2 separate regions of the Mus musculus genome follow, and region 1 is linked to region 2. A link is a contact called in public Hi-C data. All regions are on one chromosome and are shown on one strand. The core of a region is the stretch at or near the end of the contact, and the rest is flanking DNA. Distances in the headings are between cores, read along the strand shown. Region 1 holds the start of Esco2 (establishment of sister chromatid cohesion N-acetyltransferase 2). Region 2 holds the start of Kif13b (kinesin family member 13B).

Region 1 (6,394 bases), core at 379-2,878, 1.2 Mb after region 2:
GATATACAAGTAAGTGTATTTCAAAATCAATTTCTCTGTCTAGGCTATATAAAAATTATCCCACACTAGGTCTGGGCCTCGTGGCAAAGGCAGGAAGATCTCAATTAGCTTGAGGCCAACCAGGTATAAATAATTAAGACTGTTTCAAATAAACAAATCACCAAAGGGCTGGAGGGATGATGGCTCATCTGTTAAAAATATTCTCCATGTATTTTTCCCGATTAGCTACTAAAATACCCTATGATAAATTTTCTGTAATAGACACTGGCAAGACTGGATTTTTTCATATTTAAAAGAGTTCATACATACAGGTTAAGACTTACCTATCATCATTATCAGCATTCAGTGTATATCGCTTCCTCTTTCTTGGAGTACAAGTTGCCATCATCTTAGTTAAATTCCTAAAGGCAGCAAATATGTCAGTTATAATAAAGTCACCAAAAGGATAGAAAACGCACCATGTCAAAATTGTTTATAAATCTTGATTCTAAATAAGTGACTGCAAATAAATACCCAAGGGAACATTGCTTTTTGAGATAGTGCTTCACATAGCAGAGCTTAGCCTCAAATTCAAACTCATTCACTCTGTCGCCAAGGATAAACTTGAACTCTTGAGCTTTCCAGAACTGGAATCACAAGCTAAGTCACCAGGCTTGGTTCCAAGAAACAGATTAAGAAAAACAACAACGAACCAACCACAGAAAGACAAACAAAACCTAGTCAGGTGTGACGGTGCAAAATGGGAGGCATAGGCAAAGGGACCCTGAGTTTGAGGCAAGCCTGGGGTACAGGGGGTCTCAAAAAAAAAAAAGCAAAGCAGTAAGCTATGTATTAGAGAAGTAAACAGTGATAAAAGGGAAGGAGGGTGGGTTGGGGAAATACTGCGCTACAGTAGATGAGAGTGATGAAAGGTGATCCTACTAACGAGGCCGGGTGGAACCCTAATTGGGGTACACTTCCCTTTAATTAAACCAGTCACATCAAGTTTTGGCACTCCTGGTAGGCCTTTGGCACTAGCCTCCTTCCATGGCTCCTCCATATTCCACTTAGCACACTTTCTGACTGACCAGCCAGTCATCTTCACAGCCTGCACGTTCAGGGAAGGCAGAGATTGCTCACACCCTTCCTGGAGGTCTGAGCGAGGTAATATGGGTGGGACAAGTCCTCCCCACGGGTCCCGGCGGGGCTCCCTCACCTCACTAGGCAGCTTGCTAAAGTCAAGCCGCGTCCCTTAGGGAGATAATTCTAGAATGTTCTTTCCTTCCTTTCCCCTTCCTTCGGAAAGGGTATGTCAGTCCCACAGAACTCCACAAGCGCGACCTCTAAGCCAACCCGAGCGTCTACGGGGCAACAGGGAAGCCCTCTCCTTGCCTGCGTGAGAGACGCTGGCACCCAGAGCGGGAGCCCCGCGGGAGGAGCAGGCAGCGGGCTACGTTCAAGGCCCTTGCCCCTTGACGTTACCTTCGTTCCTCAGTCTCCTTCTGGACCGGCGTCCACGCCTGCGGGGGTACCGCACGAAATGACCCCTCTGCACCTCAGCAAGCTTACGACCTTGCTCACAGGAACCCGGCGCTCCGCCAGTGTGTTCAAATTCACGCGCGCTACTTGAGACCAACGCTGCTGCGTACTGATTCGTCACTGCTCAGGCGCTTCCTAGAGCCTGCGCCGCGATTGGCTTCTCGCTAGTCATTGCCCCGCCCTCCGGCGAGGAGGTCTCCGAGATTCTCCCGCCCTTGAGAGGCAAAGCTGGTCAGGGGGAGGGAGTTGGGGGGAGGAGTTGGGGAAGAAGGAAGGCACACCTCCTGAAATCCTGCAATAACTTCAGGCTTCAGACCGACGCCCGTAACAGTGCATTCTGGGAATTGTAGTTTATGGCTCAGCTGAATTGGAAGTTAAATTCTGAGGCAGTTTGGTGCAAACAGCTAACGAAAAGTGACATCCCCAAGATACTGGAGGCTCTTATTTTTCATATTTGAAGCCCTATTGTTGGTTTTGCGTTTTAGAAAAAAAAGTGAGATTTTCAGTTTCCATTTTACTATTTTATTATTCAAATTATGGTGTGAATGTTTGCTAAATTTGGTTACTTTATATATTTTTAAAGATTTTATTTATTTTTTGACTATGTGCATGCCTGCAAGTGAGTATGTGTATGTGAATGGAGATACCAGCATAGGTCAGAGGAGTTGAATTCCCTGGATCAAGTTTAGACAGTTATAGGTCACCAAATGTGGATACAAGGAATTGACCTCAGGTCCTCTGCAAGAGTAGTCTGTGTTCTTAATAGCTGAGCCCAATCTCTTGAGCTGGATCCTTTACATGTTTTATTTCACGTACTCCTTACACAACCTATGAAGTTTGTATTATCATTCCTCATTTACAGAAAATGAAAACGAAGGCCTGAACACAATCACTATTTACAGGGAAGGCCTGTGGCACTCCAACTCCAATCAAGTGTCTTTTGGCAAGCAGAAATGTTCTTAAAACACTCACAGGCTTTTAAGGAGTTATTAGTGTCTAGAAGTCTCAGACAAATGTTGAAAGGAAATAAAACTTGAGACCTGTGAGTCACGTAATGTATGTCAAATAGCCCAAAGAGTTGTTTGTGAGCTTTGAAACCTGGGGCTGAGAACATAGCAGAACAGACCAGGACATGCCTGGGCAGGCCCATCGCCTCCCTATCTCCCACCCCTCTGACTTAAGTTAAATGTTAACAGGCTGCTGATGTTTAAATGGACCAATCATGTGAAACTGCGCCAATTCCTCCCCCAGTCCCACTCCTTTTCTATAAAAACCCCTAGCTTCCAAGCCACTGTCTCCTGTGTGAGATACCGGAGCTCCGCCATTAAAATACCCGTGTTGTTACATCAAGGTGTTGTGTTCTATTCGTGATTCTTGGGTGCACGCTGAATTGGGAGCTGAGTCGGGGTTTCCCCACTAGGTTCTTTCTTTTTTTTTTTCCATTTTTTATTAGGTATTTAGCTCATTTACATTTCCAATGCTATACCAAAAGTCCCCCATACCCACCCACCCCCACTCCCCTACCCACCCACTCCCCCTTTTTGGCCCTGGCGTTCCCCTGTACTGGGGCATATAAAGTTTGCGTGTCAACTAGGTTCTTTCAATGTCTAGTTCTAAATAAGTCTAAGCGATGGATGTCCTTCTTCATAGAACAAAGCTGGCTGGAATGAATTGACAAATGGCTAACATATTATTGGCTATTTGCAGGAATCATGAGTGAGTCAGCTACTCTTTTACAAGGTAGAATAAGGTTTCTACTAGGCAATGGTAGAACAGTATGTTTTGTTGAGGAAGATGTCTTTGAATCGGAGGCCTCACTACTTCAAACTCTGCTACAACTCTGCCTCCTGTTGTAATAGGGCCCAGACCTTAACAGAACTGACTCCATGATGAAAGTGTCATTCAGGCTATAAAACTCAGCACATAGACCTGTCAAAATGAAAACAAAGATCTAATCCATCAGAGTCCATAGTTCTGGGAAAGTCTCTAAATGCACTAAGCTTGCTTTCTGACTTCTGTAGTTCTTGTTAACTGAGGAATGTCAACCCAGAACATGTTTTTTTGTGTGTTTAAAAGCTCACCCTGAGGAAAGACTGAGAAAATGTTGCACTGGGATCCCAAACATCCAGTGTAGTATCCGGCCAACTAAAAAAGACTTTCTATTGGTTTAAACCCATGTTGGAGCAGTCTTCTCTGGTGGATAGCCTACAACATTGACCAGCACCAGGAAACCCAGAATGATAGTGGGTTTTGTAAAGTGAAAGAATTAGAACAATAGTGGAAACTGCTTAGTGGGAGACTCTGGCTAGTTTCTTCTTTTGAGAGAGTTAAAGCCAAAGAGGGGACATTTTTACCATCAGGTTCTACTTGCCTAGAATTTCCTGCTCTATGAAAGACTAGGCTCTCCAGGGACGGTAAAACTCCTTTTCTGTAGCCCTTTTGTGTGGTCTGACTTTTGGAGCTTGTTGGAGGGATACAGCCCGAAATGGACTCTCATATTTTTTCTTTATCAGAAATAAGAAAAACTTCCAAGTCAAACCTAGGAAGGCTGTGGAATTTTGTAAATTTATAGCAAGAGGTTCTGAACTTCAGAAGTTTGGTATTTGTTCAGTCTTGTAGGTAATAAGGAGCAGACATTAGATTTAAAGGAACAAAAAATAGCCCTACTCGGAATCCCAAAAAAGGAGAGTGTCTCTGGGTAGTAACAGTAACAATTCATTTGAGAACCTTCTGTCCTCGATGCAATTTAGTTCATTGTTTGACTGGGCAAGACAGTGCAGCATTTCTTCCATCTTGTATTCTTGCTGAGGCCATCTCAGGCTTAGATAGGGTTTGATGAACATTACCTAACTCTATTCTGACTAGTTTGGTCAAGTCAACAAACAAAAAACACAACAAAACCCTCACCTATGTCAAGTAATGGGAGAATGAGTTTATTTAAAAATTGGTTCTTGGGGCTGGTTAGATGGCTCAGTGGGTAAGAAAGAGCACTGACTGCTCTTCCGAAGGCCCGGAGTTCAAAACCCAGCAACCACATGGTGGCTCACTATCGTCCGTAATGAGATCTGATGTCCTCTTCTGGTGTGTCTAAAGACAGCTACAGTGTACTTACGTATAATAATAAATAAATCTTTTAAAAAAATTGGTTCTTACTGAGTGCCTCCTGAGGAAATGGTTACAGGGACCCTTAACCATGCATGAAAAAGGCAGTTTCTGCACGCATGGAGCCCATATTGGGTTGAGTGGGAAGACATAAAAAGCGATGACCAACTCTCGTGTCCACTTAGTAGAGCCTCTGAAAATAAAGTCTGCCCTTAGTATTTTTTCTTTATGACTTCAAACAAGATGTATTTCCCCAGCTAATTTCTTTCAACCAGACGCTTGAGCGGAATCCTCAAAATCCCCGGGACACCTGCTCTTCCGCCAACACCCTTCCCTTCGCCAGGACTAAAGATGGCGCTGACAGGACGGCGTTGTGACGCGACGGCACGTCCGCCGGAAGTGTCCTGAGGAGAGCCTGGAAGCCGGCTCACCCTCGCGCCGGCGGTATCTCAAGCTTCGCGTTTTGAGTAGGAGTCGCCACTCTTCTACCAGGATCATGGTGTTCTACTTCACCAGCAGCAGCGGTGAGTGACGCCGGGGCCCCTGCTTCCAAAGCCGGCATTCCCCAGCCGCCGCGCTGGGCTTGGACTTAGTCCTGAACCGCGTCCTTCCGCGGGCACCTCTCCCAGAGCCTTCTGGTTCCCTGCTTGGCCGTCCCCTCGGCTGCCTGGTCGTCCCCTGGCCCCGGTGGTCGCGGCGGGAATGCGCCCCCGCTTTCTTTATACCCGGTAATCATTCTCGTCCCCACTTGACAGACCCGCCAACGCTTCCTGGACGTGTGTGCGTTCCAGCCTAGTCCCCCACGTCCCCGTCGCAAGCCTTTGCCCTAGCGTTCTGCCCGCACCTTGGAGCGATGCTTGACCAGTGCGACAGGTGCCAGCAGATGTCTCCTGCAGGAAGAGTAGCTTGCCCTCCTACGCAGGGAGGGCCTGGGGTGCCGCGGAGAGCAATCGGAGGGCTGGAATGTTAGTACAGCCCCTCCCTGGGCAGAGGTGATGGTCCAGTGGACGTCTGCTAAGGCTACTGGGTTGGTTTTGGAAGGCCAGAAAGAGCTGTTTCGGTTTCCAGGAAATGCCGCGTCAACTTAGTTTCTCTGCCCATATTGTCCAGAATCAATTTCTAATTTTAAACTCTCACCCCATTAAAATAGCGCTTGCCTTTTTGAAGACACTGTGTGAGACCCAGTTTCCTCGTCAAGATAAAATATGCATTTCTTTCTGGACCCCCCTTAACATTCCTTTAGGACTGCTCTCATGTGGTATTAAAAGGTGTCTGCTTGAGCTACCGGGCAGGTCTCTTGAGGGGCAGTCTGTCTTGTCTCCTTAGCATAGTGCCCTACTTACACAGTTGGCTGCTGTGTTGATTTTTGCCCCTTCTTGAGACAGTGAGTGGCTCAGGTTGCTTCAAACATAGACTCTCCTGCCTGAAGGCTCCCTGACGTTGGCATTACTTTCTAGGTCCCCAGATCTGGAGTTATTGTTTGGTGGTTTTGTCTCTTAGTACTTTTTAGTTTGTTTATTTTTGAGACAGGATCTCATTATGTAGCCCTTGGCTGGCCTAGAACTCACAGTGTAGATCAGGCTGGCTTTGAATTCATGCTACCCTCTGCTCTGCCTCCCCAGTGCCGGGATTAAAGGCATGTACTACCTAGCCTTTCATGATACTTTTAACTGAAGCATTATTTTGTGAAGCGTCCTTCAGTGTGAGGTGTTTGTTTGTTTTTCTTTTTTGTAGCCATGCTACTTCTAAAAATTATTTTATGTCTGTAGGTATT
Region 2 (5,792 bases), core at 2,974-5,473:
GGAGAGGGGGTGAATACAGGAAGAGCCAGAGGACCGGGAGGACTGTCGTAAGATAGTATATCTGTACATGAACTATCAGCAGTATGGTTACCTGCATGTGACCACATGTGGAGCAGGAAGCTAATTGCTTATATCTTGAACTGCAAGCATGAAGCAGAGTGAGAGAGAAAAAAAACTGGAAAAGGACGTGAGTTTTAAAGCCTGTCTCCAGTGACACACTTCCTCCAACAAGACCACATCACCAAAACCTCCCCAAACAGCACCACCAACTGGACACCAAATATTCAAATATATGAGCCCACAGGGGACATTTTCATATAAGCCACCACATTTGTCCAAAAGGTCAACTCAACACCCACGTATACACAGACAACCTTACAGCATAAATACATACATACACACACACACACACACACACACACACACACGGGAAGGGGTGGATATGACATAAATATATTGTAGTTATGTATGAAATTCTAAAAGTTGAACAATTACATTGTCATTGTTTGTTCTTGCTTTGCCTTGTGAGATCTGAAGCTGTTAGAAGGGCTGTCCAGATGGAGGGGCTGTTGAATGGGCTGCACAGGGGCCAGCTAGCAGAACCTCATTGCCATGGAGTGGGGTGAAAGAGAATCTGAAGGCTGCCACAGACCTGTGCCAGTGGAGTACGGAACTGTGACTGCAGACAGACAAATAGTACCGTAGGCACAGTCAGCGCCAGGAATTTTCATGGCAGAGTTGTGATTCTTTCTCACAGGAGCTTACTATGTAGACCAGGCTAGCCTCGAACTCATTGAGCTTTGATTCTTGAAAGAATGAAGGAACAGGTGGTGAGGGGAAATGGCTCTTCAGGTTGAATGTTGATGAATTAAAGAAGAAAAAATGTAAGCCAGGTGGTGCACATCTACTCCCAGCCCTCGGGAGGCAGAGGCAGGTGTATCTCTGAGTTTGAGGCCAGCCTGGTCTACAGATCGAGTTCCAGGACATCTAGGGTGACACACAGAATCCCTATCTCAGGGGTGGGGGGAGTGGAATGCAAAACAGAGCTGTTTGTGTTTTCTGGGGATCGAACAATTTGTATGCAGACTTTGTTTCTGCTTCGAGAGGTTGCAGAATACAGCGGGTGGTTGCTGACAGCATGGCTTCACCTGAATGTTACTCTGCTTTACATCCTCAGTGTAGAGGCAATAACATTAACTGCTCCATCCAGTCTGTGTGAGAATTAAACAGGCTCAGAGATGTAAAGGGCTTAGGGTAGCGGCTGGCATGAAGTAGGTATTCGGTTAGTACCATCAGGTCAAAGATGACCATGAAGAAACAGACTGGGAGCATAGTGAGGCAGCCCTTTAATCCTAGCAGTTGGGAGCAGCTGGGAGATGGGTTGCTGTTAGTATAAGGTCAGCCTGGTCGACATAGTGAGTTCTAGGACAGCCAGAGCTTCATAGTGAGACCCTGTCTCAAAAGCAAAACAAACAAACCCCTCAAAAGAAAGAAATAAACAGAAGGAGTAAGGAAAGTCCCTCAGCATCAGAAACTGCCACATGAATGGAACAAATAGAAAACAAGAAGTCAGTCTCAGATTAGATAGATCTGCAAAATCCAGGGGGTAAAATGAGTCTCTCCTAGCCGCAGTTAACTGATAATATCTCACATCTATTTTCAACCTCTACAGAACACCTACCCCATCCAAGGTTGTCCATTTACAAAACAAAAGCACAGAGTGCTTTTTCTCTCTTCTCTTCCCATTCCCCTCCAAGGTGACTAGGCAGAAACCAGGGCTTTCCCTCCTCTTGGCAACCCACTGCACCCCCCGCCCCCCAGCACGCTAACTTGAACAGCTCCAGTTTCGGTTTATCTGGCTGTGGAGCCCCTGGGGCTCTCCAGGCTGCAGGTTGTAACCTGCAGCTAGCTGTCTTTCCTCTCTCACCTGTCGCTGGGTGGTGACTTACAGGCCTTAAGAATCTTCTGCATCTTCACTGAGGATCAAGAGACCTTGAGTCCAAAGGGAGACTAACCACAATTCCTCAGGGCCTTTGTCCTGAATTTCCATGTAAATAAAATTTCCTGTTGAAACTTCTTAACCTTCTTTTTTCTTATCTCACTGCCCCAGTTTAAAAAGCTAGAGTGGGGCTGGGCATTGAAGCTCACATCTGTAGTCCCAGTAGTTGGGAGGCTGAGGTAGGAGCTTGGAGCCTAGACTCGTCTCAATTTATGGCAATCTTCCTGCTTCGGTTTGCTGAGTGCTGGGATTATAGTATGTCCAGTGCTATTCCTGTTTGATTTAGTGTTACTAACATATAGTAAGGGTCATTAATGCACCCCAAATCTGACTTTTGTGTTGGCTAAACAGAACATGTTTGTAGGATAGACTTGGTGCACAAACCACCAACCAGCAGTCTCTGTGAGGCTGATAAACAGTATTTACACTTTGGTTTCATTGACTCACACGATAAATGTCACTGCAGGTTGGGTGACACAGGGTCTCCACTTTACACATTAAAAAAGATGAAATTTGAGTGGCCAAATAAGTTGACCGTGACCACAGGTTGGCAAATGAGTGGGATTTGAGTTAAGTTTGTTTCCATAACCCAAGGTTATGACTCAGAGGATGCAGAGGCTGTGGTCAAGGTTGAATGCATCCATTTATCCTGAAGGATAAGTCAGTAAAGAAACAAGAGGGGGACAAGGCAGTCAGAGAAAATCATCAAAATCAAGGATCAAACCCAGAGGTCTTAAAAAGGAGAGGAAGAGGTTTTCAGATGAAGGGTCAGTTCTTGGACACCGTAGTCTCAATACAGATTGCTAGAGTTTAAGAGTCCTGCAGAATCGAGGTGAGGCGAGGTGCAAACCTTTAGCTCCAGCACTTAGAAGGCAGAAGCAGATGGATCTCTGAAGTGGAGACCAGTCTGTCTACTGAGTGAGTTTACAGACCAGCTAGGGCTAGATACAGAGGCAGGCGAGAGAGGCCTCAGGTCTGTTATTCCAGCTACTTGAGAGGGTGAGACAGGAAGATTGCAAGTAAAAAGCTAATTTGAGCAACTCATGTGGACCTCTATCAAAACCCAAAGCACAGGGGCTGGAGAGCTGGCTCACTGGGCTCTATTCTCTGCCCCTATGTGGTGGCTCGCAACTCTCTGTAATTCTAGGTCCAGGGGATCGGATGCCCTCTTCTGAATTCAGCACAGGCATACAGATATACATTCAGGCAAACATCCATAAACATAAAAAAAGAAGAGAAAAAGAAGTAAAAAAACAAAACAAAACAAACCCCAAAAACCCCACCCATCCAATGAAAAACTATAACAAAACTCCAAACAGGGCCATTGAGATGGTTCAGTGGGTAAATGTTCTGGCTTGCTAGCCAGATAACTGAATTCCATCCCTAGGACCCACAGGGTAGATAGAAGGAGAGAACTGACTCTTGAAAGTTGTCTTTTGACACATGCTCCCACATGTGTACACACACACACACATCCAATAAATAAATAAATAAATAACAAGTACATTACACAGAAGGGGAAAGGCCCAGCACCAACAAGGCAGTGTATGTATTTTCCCAGCTCACTAGCCCATTCCTATTCTTAGAAGTGCCTTTTCTTTCTTTCTTTTTCTTTTTTCTTTTTTTGAGACAGGGTTTCTCTTTATATTCCTGGCTATACTGGATCTCATGCTATAGACCAGACTGGCCTCAAACTCAACAGCGATCAGCCTATTTTTGCTTCCCAAGTGCTGGGGTTAAAGGCCTGTGACACCATGGCCAGTTGGCTTTCTCTTTCTTAATAAACTATCTCTACTTTTATTATCTCAAAAAATAATAAAAGGAAGGCTGGGAATATAACTCAAGGATAGAGCGCTTGCCTACCATTCATAAAGTGCTAATTTTAATGTCCAGAAAACTCTCCACACGCACACAAAAGAGAAGTTAGGTGTTGCGGGATGGACAGGGAAAATCCTGCAACAGATAGGAAGGAAGGAAGAGAGAGGAAGAAGTAAAGAAAGAGAAGGAAAAGAAAGGAGAGGGAGGTACAGGAACAGCGGCACAATTGTAAAACGGCGACAGATGACTACAAGTTCCAGAGAGCGGCGCGCGAATTTTCCCGCCAGCGCCTCGGCCTGACTTGTGGGAACTACACATCCCAGCATGCCCCGGGACGCACCGGTCCTCGCCCCTCGTCGGTCCCGCCCCCTTTTCCCCCACAGCCCCCGCCCGCCGGGTTGGCCTCGGAGAGTTTGTCCGGTGGCCGAGGTAGACGGAGGTGCAGTGAGAACCCCGGCGGTAGCACGATGGGAGACTCCAAAGTGAAAGTGGCGGTACGGGTCCGGCCAATGAACCGACGAGGTGAGCGCTTGTCCCGGGCCGGGGGCGACAGGTGCCTGTGGTGGTAGAGCTTCGGCGTCCCGGGGGTCTCGGCGGGCTCCCTTCAGCGCGCGTGCGCCCTCGACGGCGCGGTCGGGCCCTCAGCCCTCCGCCCCGCCAGCTGTCACCGAGCTCTCCAGGCCTGGGGCAGCTCCGGCCTCGCAGTCCTCCTGTGTACGCAGCTCTTAGGGCGGACAGCCCTACTTTTCGATTTTCCACGTTCTCCCTTGAACCTGCACCTTGTGGCTGTTTGCAGAAAAGGAAGGACATGCATGCCTTCTTAGTTCTTTTCTGGTTTATGACTGTCGAGAGGTTTCCTTTTTTTCCTTTTGCTTGAAGTGATAGTCATCATCTCAACAATAAATAGTCTCAGTGCCAAGATTCTTGGGAAATTGTATCTTTCAGACATGCTCTGAAGTCTGTAGGGAGGGTAGAGAAAGTAGATAAACCCAGGACACGTAAATCATCTATCCAAGTTGGAAAGACTGAAGCCCAACTTGAATCCGGGGAGTAGCTGCTTTTTGCCTCTGTAGCTTCACCAGAGGGTGACTGGGCAGGGTACTTAAAATGAGGTGATGTGTTTGAAAACACTTTCTAGACAAGTCTTGTTATTGAGGTTGCTGCCGCGCTCCCGGGAGATGGAATTGCTGCTAATTGATTTAGACTACTGACTAGCTAGAGCCATTATTAAGTGCAGGAGTCATTTTCCAAGGTTTCTAGTTTGTTTTACTGTGTTTAAAGTCTAGTGTGTAGGAAATAGTTTTTCTGTCTCCTTGCCCTTTTGTGTATGTATTGAGGTAAGTAGGTGTAAAAGTTAACAAAGATTTCTCTGGTTGGTTGTTCCTTGGGAACTTGGTGTCTCTGTTTTCTTGTCGTTGGTTTGCCTACTTGAACCTGCTGAAGTCTATGAGGCAAGCTTTTCCCCTGAAGACGGAACTTTTTAAGCTCTCAGCTCATTGCCTCCTAACATCCAGGTTCTCACAAAACAGAGTGAGTAGCTTAGAAGTCTGAAAGTTTTCAGTTCTCCCATTTTTTGAGTATCCAGACATCTTTATTTTAGATCACTTCACCTCATTGTGATCATTACTGCGATTAAAAAAAAACTAAAGAAAAAAAGAAAACAGCCAAATGAAATCCGACATATCTGGGAATGATTCGGAAAGGAAGGGTTCAGCACATTCTTAAAATTTCCTTTTTGCAAAACCCTTGGAAATGTCAGTGCTGAAGGAGGCCTCTAACCAGCCACCACAGCAGGGTTTGGCACAGATAGTTAGAGCCGGACTCTTCCTTGTTTTCTCTTACTGGGAGGAAGCTACTGTCTTTAATTTGCTATGCTTGTAATTCTGACAGTGGCTGTTACTAATGCTCAGAGTTTTGAGATATTCGTTGAATGATTTCTAGCTGTTCCTTGTATTCCTTCCTTTCTCTTTCTTTC

Evidence for each region. Hi-C and Micro-C count contacts between places; a contact is called where the count stands out from the background.
Region 1: a Hi-C map of pre-B cells shows a contact between it and region 2, with 7 times the contacts expected there. The contact joins the promoter of Esco2 here to the promoter of Kif13b in region 2. A contact is called at or near these places in 3 of 39 promoter capture datasets (the C10 cell line, the HPC-7 cell line and pre-B cells), 3 of 484 Hi-C or Micro-C datasets (CD4 T cells, CD8 T cells and pre-B cells), 1 of 115 datasets of contacts at active chromatin or transcription factors (pancreatic cancer cells) and 1 of 9 other capture datasets (liver).

The regions. Positions count from the first base shown.
Region 1 is chr14:65,832,341-65,838,734 of GRCm38.p6, forward strand. Esco2 (establishment of sister chromatid cohesion N-acetyltransferase 2) reads right to left here and starts at 1,629. Exons shown (of 11, transcript NM_028039.2): 1 at 1,462-1,629; 2 at 324-401. The coding sequence starts at 388. Ccdc25 (coiled-coil domain containing 25) reads left to right here and starts at 4,962. Exons shown (of 9, transcript NM_145944.5): 1 at 4,962-5,144. The coding sequence starts at 5,117.
Region 2 is chr14:64,648,318-64,654,109 of GRCm38.p6, forward strand. It overlaps Kif13b (kinesin family member 13B), which reads left to right and starts at 4,224. Exons shown (of 40, transcript NM_001081177.2): 1 at 4,224-4,339. The coding sequence starts at 4,285.